Linked DNA regions of Canis lupus: region 1 is linked to region 2. A link is a contact called in public Hi-C data. All regions are on one chromosome and are shown on one strand. The core of a region is the stretch at or near the end of the contact, and the rest is flanking DNA. Distances in the headings are between cores, read along the strand shown.

Region 1 (6,867 bases), core at 1,523-4,022, 140 kb before region 2:
ATAGCCTGGGTCCTACCTTCTTCTCCAACCTCATCTCTGGTGACACAGCGTTGACTGTGTCCTGTTTCAAGTGTAAAAACAGGCCTACTGATGTCTACACAATGTGTGGGCACTTCTGTTCATCCCCGACTGGGATGTGCCTACATCTGAGCCCTGCCCCATTTGATGCAATCCTAAATGCAGAGGGGTTTTGTTTTATTTTGTTTTGATATATTGAGTTTTGAGTCTTCCTGCTTTCTTCCATTATCTGAATCATATCTTCTAACACCAAAGTTTGCTTATGTTACAGAAAAAGGTTATTATTCAAAAACATTGTTCATTGTGGCTCATTAAAGCCTAATAAGGTGGACTGTACCCAGAAACTCTGGCAGTGGGACCGGGAACCTCACTTTTCCTTGCAGGGAGGAGAGAGGTCAGACTCGGTTTGGGGCACCTCCTTACCCTGGGTAGGTGACCCAGGCTGTAATATAACTAAGACAAAATACCAGGGCCAGCTCACAAGCTGGTTCTGGCTAACCCAACCCAGCAGGATTCTTGCTGAAGGCAGGCCAGAGTGAGCTGACATTACCTGGGGGAGCCAGGCGGTGACGAACCTGATCAGATATGGGGGATGGGAACTGTAGCTAAACCAACTTAGCAGGAGTCTTGCTAAAACTGGACAACGCAAAGACAAACACCCAAGTCCAAAAGTCTAAGCCTAGTTGAAATTCGGGGGAGCCTGAGTAGACTTTGGTCAAGGAGAGAATGTTTTGTCACATATTTATGGTTGTTTTGTCAAATACATCAAAGCATGTGAGTGATGAATGGTTTTTTTTCCCCTTGCCCCCCGAGCTCTTTAGAAACAAGAATCCCAAAGAAAATCTATAATTGGTAATAATAATGAGTTGGGAAGAACTTGGGACTAACCAACTAGAGCAGTGGCATTTGGAAGCACTCATAGACAGCCCTTGTAATCCTCATATCCACAGTCATCATGCAGGCTATCTTAGGGACTCATCATCGTATCTGTGTTGACCTATTTCAGCTACTTAAAAATGTATATCAATATAAATCAATAAACAGATATGTGCATTGTCTTAATAACTCTGAAAACCAGAAAGTCGTCTTAATGGAGGAAGGATGGCATTCTACCTATGGTGCCACTATAACCTACTTTCTTTTCCTAGGCCTTACAGCTCTTAACACAAAATAAATTCCAAGGTTAAAAAAATCTAACTGGATTGGAAACTAGGTCTGGCAATTATTCTCAGCTCTGCCCCAGGCACACTGATTGTCCTTGTGCAAGTTCTGAGCTTATCTGTGTCTCAGCCTCCTCAACTGCAGGGGGCACAGTAAAGAGGAGTAAGCCCTCCCTCCAATATTACAGACGATGAGGCATGCTCACATCCTTTTGTAAAACGGAATGCCTCTTTCCCAGGAAGGATGGAAGTCATTATCAGGGTACCACCTTACAGAGCTCATTAGGTTAAAGTCAGCAGGGCCTGTGCACAGAAAAACAGCTGGCTTCTGGAGTGGACCAGGCTGGCAATGAGTTTACAAGCAGCATTCTACCTTTCTGGTCCAAATAAAAGCAGGATTGCTCCAACCATGGAAACATCCTTTCTTGCCTCCTCTGATATAAATCCCGGAGAGAAGACGGTCTCATTCACGTTTCCCATGCAATGGTAATGGCTCCCTGATTGAAGGACCTACTGCTTCTCCTCACTTACTGTACCTGGAGCACCTCCCCAAGCGCTGCAGCAGCGGCATCAACCCCTGGTATGAACAGAGGACGGTGCTGCACGCTGCACCAGACATTAACAATTTCTTTTTGCTCCGCATTGGGCGCCCACTCTCTCTTGCCAGCTAGTGCTGCCAGCTGGTATCCAAAGCACCATTGTCTCCCCAGACACCTGCTTACCTACTTAAAGTTGAATTACTGTGGTTCCTGATTCCAAATTTTGTGAAAAGAAAAAGGATACCTACAAATGAAACTATATGGTAAGAAAAGTACTATAAGGAAACCCCCATAAACGTTGATGATGGTTATTTCTCGATGGTAAATTATTGGTTTTCACATACTACTCATAATCAGAAGAAAATCTGTTAAGACTCTGTCGGTCATTGACGGGGAATTTTCCAGCGTTTTGCCAACTCCTCCCGCAGCTCGCCCGACAGCAGGGACCTTGAGAGGTCAGAGCCGGGCCGGTGGGGACACTGCGGGGTTGCGGTCTGCGCGGACACGCGGCCGACAGCCGACCCCACCCGCTGGGCTAGGGGTCTCGGGGCCCCCGGGCTCCGCCCCACCTCCAGCCCCGGCCCCGGCCCCAGCCCCAGCCCCAGCCCCCAAGTCCCGCCCCCAGCGCATGGCCCCACCTCCCGGCCCTGGCGTCCTTCGATCCCCGCCGCGCTAGTCCCCACCCCGGGCCCGCCAGGCCCCGCCCCCGACGCTTCAGGCCCCGCCCCCAGCCCCGCCAGGCCCCGCCCCCGACGCCCCGGCCCCGCCCCCAGCCCCGCCAGGCCCCGCCCCCTGCTCGCCGCCTCCTCGCCGACGCCCCAGGCCCAGGCTCCGCCCCCGACGCTCCAGGCCCCGCCCCCAGCCCCGCCAGGCCCCGCCCCCGACGGCCCGGCCCCGCCCCCAGCCCCGCCAGGCCCCGCCCCCTGCTCGCCGCCTCCTCGCCGACGCCCCAGGCCCAGGCTCCGCCCCCGACGCTCTAGGCCCCGCCCAGCGCCGGCGTCCGCCCGCCTCAGCCCGGCCCGCGCCAGGCCCCGCCCCGCCCCGCCCCCTCTGCGCGCTCAGCTCGGCACGGCTCCGCAGCCGGCGGGACGCGGCGGCGGCGGCGGCGCTCGCGCTCCTTTGTGCTCGGTCGGCGGCCTCTCGGGTCCTCTCCGCGCGTCCTCTCGGCAGGCTATCCCTAGCTCTCCGGTGACGGACCATGTCGACGGCAGGAACGGGCGCAGGCGTGGAGGCGGGCTTCTCCAGCGAGGAGCTGCTGTCGCTCCGCTTCCCGCTGCACCGCGCCTGCCGCGACGGGGACCTGGCCGCGCTCTGCTCGCTGTTGCAGCAGACGCCGCGCGCCCACCTGGCCGCCGAAGACTCCTTCTACGGCTGGACGCCGGTGCACTGGGCCGCGCACTTCGGCAAGGTGGGCGCGGGCGCTTTAAGGCGCCATCTTCCGCGGCTTCCCTGTGGGGCCCGAGGCGCTGGGCGCGGGGCGTGCCGGGAGCGCGGGGCGGAAGCCGGGTGGGCGGCCTGGGCGGCGGGGTCCTGGCGGGGGCCGCGGGGCGTGCCGGGAGCTCGGGGCGGAAGCGGGGTGGGCGGCCTGGGCGCCCCGAGCGAGGGGCCTGGGGCGCATGTGCGGCGGCACGGGCGGCGGGGTCCTGGCGGGGGCCGCGGGGCGTGCCGGGAGCGGAGCGCGGGGCGGAAGCGGGGTGGGCGCCCCGAGCGAGGAGAGGCCTGGGGCGCATGTGCGGCGGCACGGGCGGCGGGGTCCTGGCGGGGTCCTGGCGGGGGCCGCGGCGACGGCCCACGAGGGGCCCCGGGCGCGTGTGCGGCGGCGCAAGTTTCAAACGGGCTGGCTTCGCGGGCGCGCCGCCCCTAGCGGAGGCCGCTGGCGACTGCCCGCCGCGGGCCGGGCTCCCGGGTGGAGGCCAGGGCGCGGGCGGGGGTGGGGCGAGCGGTGGGGGCGCGTGTCCGCGGCGGACCTCCGGGGTTAGGGTAGGGCGCGTCCTCGGGAGCTCCGCTCACTCCCCAGGGATTCGGTCCCAGGACGAGGGCCCAGCTGCATCTCCCAGCGGACACTGGTTCTCGTTTACGGACGTTGAGCAGCGCTCTCCCCGTGAAACGGTGCGGCCGGGGCGGAGGAAAGAAGGGGCCTCGCAGAGCCGGATGCCCTTGCTGCTGTGCATCTAGCTCAGTCGGTGCTGTCGTCTCGGGAAGCCGCGCGCGGCGCCGCCTCTAGTGGGAGAGTCCGGTTCGTGCCTGCGGGGCTGCGAGCGCCCCCACCTCCCGCCCCGCCCCCAGGACTGGGTCTGGCTCCGCGGCTCCCCGGCTCCCCGGCCCTGCGCGCCTGGCCCCCGGGTGCTGGCACGGTCATGTGGGTAACTCAGAGCGTGAGTCCTCCACATGTTGGCTCTCGTGTGCTTTGGGGACGGGCAGCCCCGCCACAGGTGAGGACAGCTGGTCTTGAAAAGGCTCCCCTGTTGACCTATCGTCCAGTTGAGCATAACAGTATCGTGGGACAGTCTGGCACGTGCTGTCGAACGCTTAAGACCTCATTACAGTGCTCATTCAGAGTATTTAGCGGACCCGGCTGCCTCCAGGTGCCTCCAGGTACCCAGGTACCTCTAGGGATTAGAGCCATAACCGGCTTCAGCACGCTTACCATGGGAGGTTTCAGGTTGTTTGATTTTACCTACAGTGAGGTGTAAAGCCCCTGAATTCACTTTTTGGAAGCCTCTTGTTTCTGTGGCACCGAGATGGTAGGTCAGCCTTGGACACCAGATGTACCTGGAGGAAGCCTGCCCTGTGCAAGGGCCAACTGGGCAGTTAGCGTGTTACCAACCATTCCCACCTTTCAAGCTAGTGTTCTTCGAAATGTGCCAACTGTGCACGTTTCCTGACCTTCCGTGAGGTTCATTTTTCCTTGAGAGCTAAACATTATTTAAAATTTTCATTACGCTTTGCTTTTTACAAGCTGTGTATGGAGCAGTACTTTTCCCAGTTTCCTAAAGCAAACCCATAGGTAACAGATTTATTAAGTCTACATAGCTCATACTTGGTCTTAATAAGTAACAGGTTTTGGTATGCCCACTGATATTTATCCTTGTTTTTCTTTTTTCTTTTGATTCAAAACCTGTTTGACTTATCACTAGTATTGGCACTTTCAGTTTTCATCCAGTCTGTTAATAACGGCGTATGTAAATGCGCACCAAAGGTGTGTCTCTCTCTTTTTATTTTTTTTTATTTTTATTTTTTTTGTGTGTCTCTTTATCAGCTGTCACTCCCAGATTGTAGTTCCTGGAAGACCTGACACCGTGTGAAATCTGTGTATTCCCAAGTGTGAGAGCTCATTTCCCACAAATGTGGATTGCATGACCTCCTATGCAAGGAAGGCTTAAATTGCTGACCAGAGGCTAAGAGACCTAGGGTGAGACTAGGGTGTGGCCATTTGTTCATCATTTGAGCTCTGTCCTCTGGAAGAGAATTGTTGGCACTTGGAGCTTTTCCACTAACAGCTGTGAGCCTCGAGAGGGGAAACGAGGCCAAGTGAGGTCTGTGGACAGCGCCTGGCTCTGTGGGCACTTGGAGAATGTAAGTGGAGTGTGCCGAGCTCCTCCAGCCAGGTTAGGATAATTGCAGTGCCTGGCTGCAGAGTGTAGTCTTGCTGCCCCACCTATGTGCCCCAGGAGTCCAGAGCTTAGATGCCCTGTAGGCCTCCCCCGGTGGTGGTGGGGGTGGGGGGGAGCACGCAGAGTGTCAACACTTGAGTGCTGCCACTCACTCTGCATATGTGGTCCCTAAAACCAGGATCTGGAGAATGGGCCTCGACTAAGTTTTCTTGGAACGCTGTGTGTGTAAAGGTGCGCAGAGCACAGTTGTGTAGACTGCACAAAATAGTCTCTGAAGAGCGTACTATAGCTACACAGACTTTTTAAACTACCAATCACTTAGGTTTTGTTCTGTAGAGGTGCTTGAAAGTGGCAAGACGCAGTTTTGAGAGAAGTCTTTGAATATTGCAGTCTTTACTGATTCTGATTTTTCAGTTGTAGGAAAACAATATTTAAATTTGTGTGGTGTCAGTTTTTTTGACTTGCTGTGTACCAACTTTTTTTTTTTTACCAGGGCAAGGAAAGTACTCCTTTGAATACCTATTTAAAATTTGTACCACGAAGGAATGACTTCTAACTGTTCCCTTAGAAAAAAGCTTGGTCACAAAAAATGCTACTTACCTGCATCATAGCATTGGAATTGTTTATGTAGTGTATAAAAGTATATGACATTTACACGTGTCATTCCCTCCTGCCGTTTTCAAAGCTGGAGTGCCTAATCCAGTTGGTGAGAGCTGGGGCCACTTTGGACGTCTCCACTACACGCTATGCACAGACCCCGGCCCACATCGCGGCATTTGGGGGACACCCCCAGTGTCTCATCTGGTTGATTCAAGCAGGAGCCAGCATTAACAAACCGGTAAGGGAGTGCTGATGATTAACTTGGTCTTTATTTTCTTTTTTCCGTTATAATTACATGGTGTTGTTTTAAATTGAGGCCTTAATTAGAGTTTGATACTTTCACCTTTCGGCTGACTGAGGTTTACGTTTATTTAGTTGTGGATAATGGGCCCTTCACAGAGCCGTGCTTTCACCTGTTCCATGACTTCCCAAGCTCCTCGGCCATCCAAGGTGATGTGCCCGCAGTCACAGCTGGTAGCTGAAGGAGGCTGGCCTGGAGCCCAGGTTTCTTGGCTCCCCTGCCCACAGTGGCCTCCGCGTCATCTCCACACATAACCGTGGAGCACGTCCATGCTAGCGAGAGATTGGCTGTTCAATCATCTGCATGGTTCGGTTAGCATTAGGCTGACCAGTATGAGTTAGTGACGCTCCAGAGATGACCTGGGCCTGTTGGCCAGACACAGATAAAGAGCAGGGGTTCTGTGTGGAAGGGGATAGGAGTGCGAGTGTGGGCGTGCCAGTTTCTCAGTGTGTTTTCTGTATGCCTTTCACTTCCTCAAAAAAAAAAAAAAAAAACCTCCAGGAGAAAGTTTCGCTTACTGAGGACTCCTGTGTGGGTGTAGATGACTCTGGACAGTCTGACCCTGGGGTCCGGGGCGGAGACCCTGCCCTGAGGGTGGATCTGTCTAGGGGCTTGTGCCTAGGGCTTTGTAGGGA
Region 2 (6,316 bases), core at 1,202-3,701:
AACGTGTTACCTTCACGGAAAGGCTGCGCCGAGCCTTCCTCAGGAAGCGCCTTCCGCGGTGGGGCGCGCAGCGTAAAATGCTTGAAACATGGTGCAAGATCACTGCGAAGTCCGTACCCAAGCCCGCCCTCAGACACCCGGTGAAAGGGATGAGGTATTTGTGACCCACCTGTTGGCCGCGGTGGACCTAGACGCCGGTCCCTCAATCGGACGGCCGCCGTTCCGCAGCACAGGCAGGCCGCTGGCCAGCAGCCCCCCTGCAGGCGCCGCGGGGACCGGGTGCCCCCCAAGCAGCAGCAGCAGCAGCAGCACAGAACTCGGGGGTGCAGGGGCCGAAACACCCCCGACAGCTTTCCCGAGCGCGCTCAGGCACGGCGCCTGACACCGCGAACCCTCCCATCCTCGCCCCCGACTCCGGGTCCTCGGGGTCCTCGGGGTCCTCGGGGCCCTCGCCCGCCCCTTCGGGGGACACTCACGCTCCCCCCGCTCCGCAGGGCTGCCCCCGGCCCTCGGCGGGCCCTGGGCGGGACGCCTGGGTTACGCTCCCGCCAGCCTCGCCGCGGCCCCCGGGGGCCGCCATTGCTCCGCGGCCGGAAGTGGCCGGGATCGGGCCCCGGAGGGACAAGGGCGGGGCCGGGCCCCCAGCCAATGGGGAGGCGGCCAGCGGGCGACGCGCCCCGCCCCCAGAGCCACCGTCTGCGGGGATGACCGGGCCGCAGGGCGGAGGCCAAGCGGGGCGCCAATCAGAGCACAGGAGCGCCGAAGCGGCCCGCCCCGCCGGCGCCCAGGGCCAATCGGAGGCCGGAGGCCGGGCGACCCGAAGACATTCAAATCAAGGGGCCCCCCTCCTGCTCCCCGCCCCCCGGAGAAAAAAGAAGGCAGCGGAAACGGAGACCCGTGCCAGTCACTGCGCACTGCCCACCCTCATCCGGGCGGCGACCAGTAGCTGCGCGGCGGACTGATAAGGACATTCCATGGGGGACAGCGGGGCCAATCGCGAGGCAGCCAGAGCGGGACGTTCTCAGTATGCTAATGAGACCCCTATAAAGGCGGCTGCGAAGCCGAGCCCCGGGGAGAGCGCGCAGGGCGCCGTCCCCGCGGGCTCCGTGCGCTCGGGCCGCGGCAGCCCCCACCTCCCCCCGCGCTTCCGTTTCCCTGCTGCGCAGCCCTGTAAACAGGAGTAAACTCCGGGGGACGGTCGGCGTCCCGCACACGGCCCCCAGCGCCCAGCCTGACACCGCAGGAAAGTTTCCCCAACAGCCAGCAATTCCCAGCGGACGCCAGCCCTCCGCCTGTCCCCGGAACTCGGGGCAGCCGCGCCGCAGAGAACGACCCACAGGTCCTCTGTCCTGCCATGTTCCGCGGCCAGCCAGCCGAGCAGCTCTGCCCGCGCCCCCCGGGCCCCGCGGAGGGGCGACTGCCCGACTCGCCGTCCCTCCCTCCTACCCTTCCCTCCGCGCGCATGGAATAAAGCCCTGGCCCTCCGCGACCTGCCCCCGGCCGCGCCGCCCCGCGCACCCCGGCCCTAGTGGGGTCCGGCTCCACGGGAGGCCGGGGGGCGGCGGGGGCGGCCGACCCCGGACTTTACATAACACTCGGATCGGGGATGGCGAGGAGGGCCGGGACCCGCCGCCCGCAGCGCCCTCCCCGCAGCCCTGCGCGCAGCCCCGGCGCTGCGCCCCCCAGCCCCGGCGGCCGCGGCACCTCCCTCCCCCGGCGCCCCAGCCTGCTCCCCCCAGCCCCCTCCTCCGCAGCACCCCGCCTCGTCACTTCACTACAAAGAGCGCTTTGCTCGCGCAGCCTGGCATGGAGACCGCCCGTTCCTCCTTCCTCCTCCGTGTCCGGGCTCCGCGCACAAGGACCTTGACCGACCCGAGGGCGCCCCAGACCTTTTGTTCCCGGCCGGCCGGGTTCCTCCGGGCGGGGGACAGGACGGCCCGGGGCCCCGCGGCGCCCGCGGCCGGCGGGGATGGAGCGGCCGCCCCCGCCCATCCATCCCGCCGTACCTTGGTATTTGGCGTCGATCTCCCGCATCAGGGAGACGTTTCTCTGCAGGTCGAAAGGCAGAGACTCGATGGAGTCCAGGTAGTCCTCCACATAGTTCACCAGGTGGATCTGCTCCCCGTTGGCAGGGCTCAACATGGTTCACCGAGGTCCCCGGCGACTCGGCGCGGCTTTCCGCTTCCTCCAGCCCCCGCCCCCTCGGAGCCCAGCGCTGCAAAATGCAAAGCTCCCGCCCGCCGGCGCCCCCCCTCCGGCCGGCCCCGCGCCGCTACATCTGCGAGCCGCGCCGCCTGGGCCCGGGGACCCGGCGCTGGCGGGCCGGGCCGGCGGTCGGCGGCCTGGGGCGCGGGGCGGGCGCGGGCGGCGCGTGCGGGCGCGCACCCCGGCGCAGGGGCCGGGGCCGGGGCCGAGCGAGCGCGGGAAGGGGCGCGCGCCGCCCGCCGCGCCGCACTTGTCCAACGTGGAGAACCCAAATACCAGTTTCAAACACTTGGGAAACATTCGGCCCCCCGCACCGCGCATGCGCCCCGCCCCCCCCGCGCCCCCCGCCCCGCGGGCCCGCCGGCCCCGCCCCCGCCGCATCACGCCCCTCTCCGACCCGGCGGAGCGGGGGTGTGGCTTTGTCTGTCACTCGGGCTGGGGCGGGGGTCCCGGGAGGGGGCGGCGGGCGAGGCGCAAACTTTACTAAGAGTTTCGCACTAGGAGGCAGAGCCTGCCGGGCGGCAGTGCAGGACGGCCGGGGAGCGCGGGGGCAGCCGGCCGCGCCGGAGACCCGGTGGGATCCGACCCGCCGCGCGGTGCGGCCGCCAGCGAGGGGCCCCCGCCCCCCCACTCACCCGGGGGACACCTCCCTCCCCACACCCAACCCCTCACTCTCCGGCGCCCAGCCGCCCCGCCGCCCCGCCGCCCCGCGGGGCATAAGTAAGGCCCGAAGCGGACTGGCAAGGCCGAGGCCCAATCCCCTGGTCGCCCCCACCTCGGCGCGCCAATCAAGGCGGAGGGGGCGGGGCGAGCGCGGATAACTCCTCCCGGGCTCCTACTAGGAGAAACCCGCGTCCCGGGGGGGCGGGGAGAGAGGCCGGGCCGCGCAGGGCGGAAGTGGGGGCGCATGCGCACTTGCACGCCGGGGCGGCCACAGGCCCGGAGGCGGAGACCTACCGTCGGGCCGCGGACCACCACTCCCAGCAACCTCGGCGCTCCCGCGCCTGCGCGGTCCTCGCCGCCTTCCCTTTGTGTTGCCGGCCGGAGCCCAGTGCTGAGCCGCTTTGGAGACAAAGGGGCCCCAGAGGGGAGCTGCTTTCCGGACCGGGCGCCCACAAAGGGCGGGTGACCCCCTCCCGACTGTGCCCCGGGATCATTCGAAAGCCCCCCCGCCTCCCAGAGCGGGGCGGGGCGGAGCGGGGCGGGCGTCCGGTCCCGGGGGTCCGGGCCCCCCTCCCCTCCCCTCCCCTCCCCTCCCCTCCCCTCCCCCATGTCCTGTCTCCCCGCCCTGAGCTCCCGCACTCGGGCTTCCTGAGGGGCCCGACGCAGACACTCCCGTTGCCTAGGCGACGGGCCCGCGCGCAGCCCGCCGCTTCCGGCAGAGGCCCCGCCCCGTGGGCGTGGCCGCGCTCCGCCTTTGTCCGGCGGGCCCGGCCTCGGGGCGGCCTCGGGGCGGGGGCGGGGGCGGGGACGGGCTGTGGGGGTTGGGGGGCTGGAGGGACCGGGGCGGGGGCGCCGGGCCGCAGCGTCCCCCCCCCCTCCCCGGAGCGGCTGTCGGCTCCGACCGCCGGGTCACGGCGCCGTGTGTTAGGGGCGCCTCTCCGGACTTGGGGCTCCAGCCCCACCGCGGGGGTATGTATAGAGGATTTAAGTGTTTTTAAGTAAAAGAGCACGTGAAGTGCGGCGTGTCAGCCAGCCCAGGGCGCGTAAACCCTCGGGGGCGGCGGTGCGCATCCCCGCGAACCGCGCCGAGACGCCGGCAGATGTCGGTACAGAGCTGGAGGCTCGGCCGCTGCGGAGATGACGACCACTAACGTGAACGCTGGGAAGGGCGGAGATTGGAGCTTCACTCTCTCTCTCTCTCTTTTTTTTTTTTTTTTTAAGATTTTATTTATTTATTCCAGAGACACCGAGAGAGGGGCAGAGACCCAGGCAGCGGGAGAAGCAGGCTCGGTGCAGGGAGCCCGAGGCGGGACTCCGTCCCAGCACCCCGGGGCCTCGATCTGAGCCTGGAGCTTCACTCGCAGACCCTTTCCTCCCGTCCCTTGATACTGGGGAGAAGGGTCGTTCTACTTGCGGGTGCACACTCCTTCCAGCCTCGGCCCCGGTGAAAGCAAATGATGAACGAAGCTTCCTTTTATACCGCGAGCTGCATTGGCCGCTAGTCCGCCGGGGACTGGGGGGCTGTGACGTGTGGCAGCAGAGGCCTTGTGCGGAACACATGACGAGGATGCGAAGTTGAGTAAGAGGAGGATTCCCTTTCCCCCGAGACGCTATGCTGAAAAGTGCCATAGCAAGAAAGAGGTTCTTTCTCAAATCTCGCAGGGATTGGCTCTAGGATGAGTACGGTTTGTCTGAAGTTAGGCGTAAAAGTCAGAAATGACTTACCCCTTCCAGCGATAACCAAGCCAGTTTGAACTAGGTTATCTTTTTAAAAAAAAAAAAAAATCACGATGTTATCAGGATGAATCCTTTCGTGGACTCCGCAGAAACAGAGACAAGAGGTTATCTTCATCATACCGGCAAGAACTATTTCACGAGTGCCCACCGGGTGCTCACTGCTGTTCGCAAACTAAGGATACAGCAGTGAATAAGGAGCTTGCATTTGTGAGCTAAACAGCCAGAAAAATGTTTTCTTTATTGGCTTTACAAAGTCTTTAAAATATATACAATGACTTCACAGTTTTCTAAACAAGGTTAGAAGGCTCCGAGCTAAAACATCTATGAGCTAAAACGTAACTATGACCCTGTGTTTTAAATATACGACTCAGGAAAATTCTTTATTTTTGAAGATATACTGAATTACTTTGGTTGTTTCAGCTCTTTGGAGTGTGTTGCAAAAAGGGATACTGATTTTTTTTTTTTTTTTTTTTAGAATTATATTTCTAGTTTAACTGGTGATGCTCCAACCCATGGGAGTAAAAAGGAAGAAGTGAACATGAAATTTTTTGTGTTTCGAGGTGCTTAAAAAATAAATGCTGGGATCCCTGGGTGGCGCAGCGGTTTGGCGCCTGCCTTTGGCCCAGGGCGCGATCCTGGAGACCCGGGATCGAATCCCACGTCGGGCTCCCGGTGCATGGAGCCTGCTTCTCCCTCTGCCTGTGTCTCTGCCTCTCTCTCTCTCTGTGACTGTCATAAATAAATAAAAAATTTAAAAAAAATTTAAAACAAATAAAAAAAATAAATGCTAACACATTTCTCTCAAACCTGAAATACCTTCAAAAGTATACTTATCAGTAGTTTACTACCTTATCTACTCTACTTTGGATTTGCAAGATTTGGCCTTGAAAGAAAGTATATTACTGAAAAACTATGTTTTTGTCATTAAGGACTAGGAAACGGCATTCAAGATACTTTGGAAGCATTACTTTTAATACACTTATTTGTTCTGGCCTCAATTGGGGAGGAGTCACTTCAAATTAACAGGATTCTCTTCTTGGGAGTATATTTGCTAATAAATCTTCCCAGTCATTATAACTTAATATTCAATCTGCAAAAGGAATATTTTAAATCACCAATGAAATAGAGGATATGTTTATCGTTGTTTTGATGATTTCCAAAAGACTTAAGTGAAGGTAGAATTGCTGCCCGTAAGGGCAGAACACCTTACATGACTGGTTTTCTGAAGACAGAAGATGCCATTGTTAATTTAAAAGTCATGAATTTTCTATTCCAACATGCCAGTTGCCCAGATTCATCTGAAGGATTTGGTCTTCAGTGTTACTAAATCTGTTTTCAAAACTTCTAGCCTGTCCCTTGAATTCTGTGTGTTGACACAGATTGCCTTTTGTTCATTTTCTTATTTTACTAGCACATCTAGTATGTGGACCAGACCTTTCTCTATCAGATATTTCACTGCCCAAATTTCCTCCCACATGCACAACAGGTGGATTTCATCACAGATTAATTTTATTTTACTTATTTTTAATTTTTTTATTTATTTATGATAGTCACACACACACACACACACAGAGGCAGAGATACAGGCAGAGGGAGAAGCAGGCTCCATGCACCGAGAGCCTGACGTGGGATTCGATTCTGGGTCTCCAGGATTGCGCCCTGGGCCAAAGGCAGGCGCTAAACCGCTGCACCACCCAGGGATCCCTCACAG

The links. A called contact is a pair of places that touch in the nucleus more often than the background predicts.
Region 1: a Hi-C map of blood shows a contact between it and region 2, with 3 times the contacts expected there. The contact joins the promoter of ANKRD10 here to the promoter of ING1 in region 2. A contact is called at or near these places in 2 of 9 Hi-C or Micro-C datasets (both in blood).

Annotation. Positions count from the first base shown.
Region 1 is chr22:59,240,980-59,247,846 of UU_Cfam_GSD_1.0, reverse strand. It overlaps ANKRD10 (ankyrin repeat domain-containing protein 10), which reads left to right and starts at 2,772. Exons shown (of 6, transcript XM_038570055.1): 1 at 2,772-3,125; 2 at 6,017-6,169. The coding sequence starts at 2,916.
Region 2 is chr22:59,102,370-59,108,685 of UU_Cfam_GSD_1.0, reverse strand. ING1 (inhibitor of growth protein 1) reads right to left here and starts at 2,451. Exons shown (of 2, transcript XM_038570054.1): 1 at 2,007-2,451. The coding sequence starts at 2,142. LOC111091716 (a long non-coding RNA gene) reads left to right here and starts at 3,700. Exons shown (of 2, transcript XR_005376602.1): 1 at 3,700-3,837; 2 at 4,090-4,699.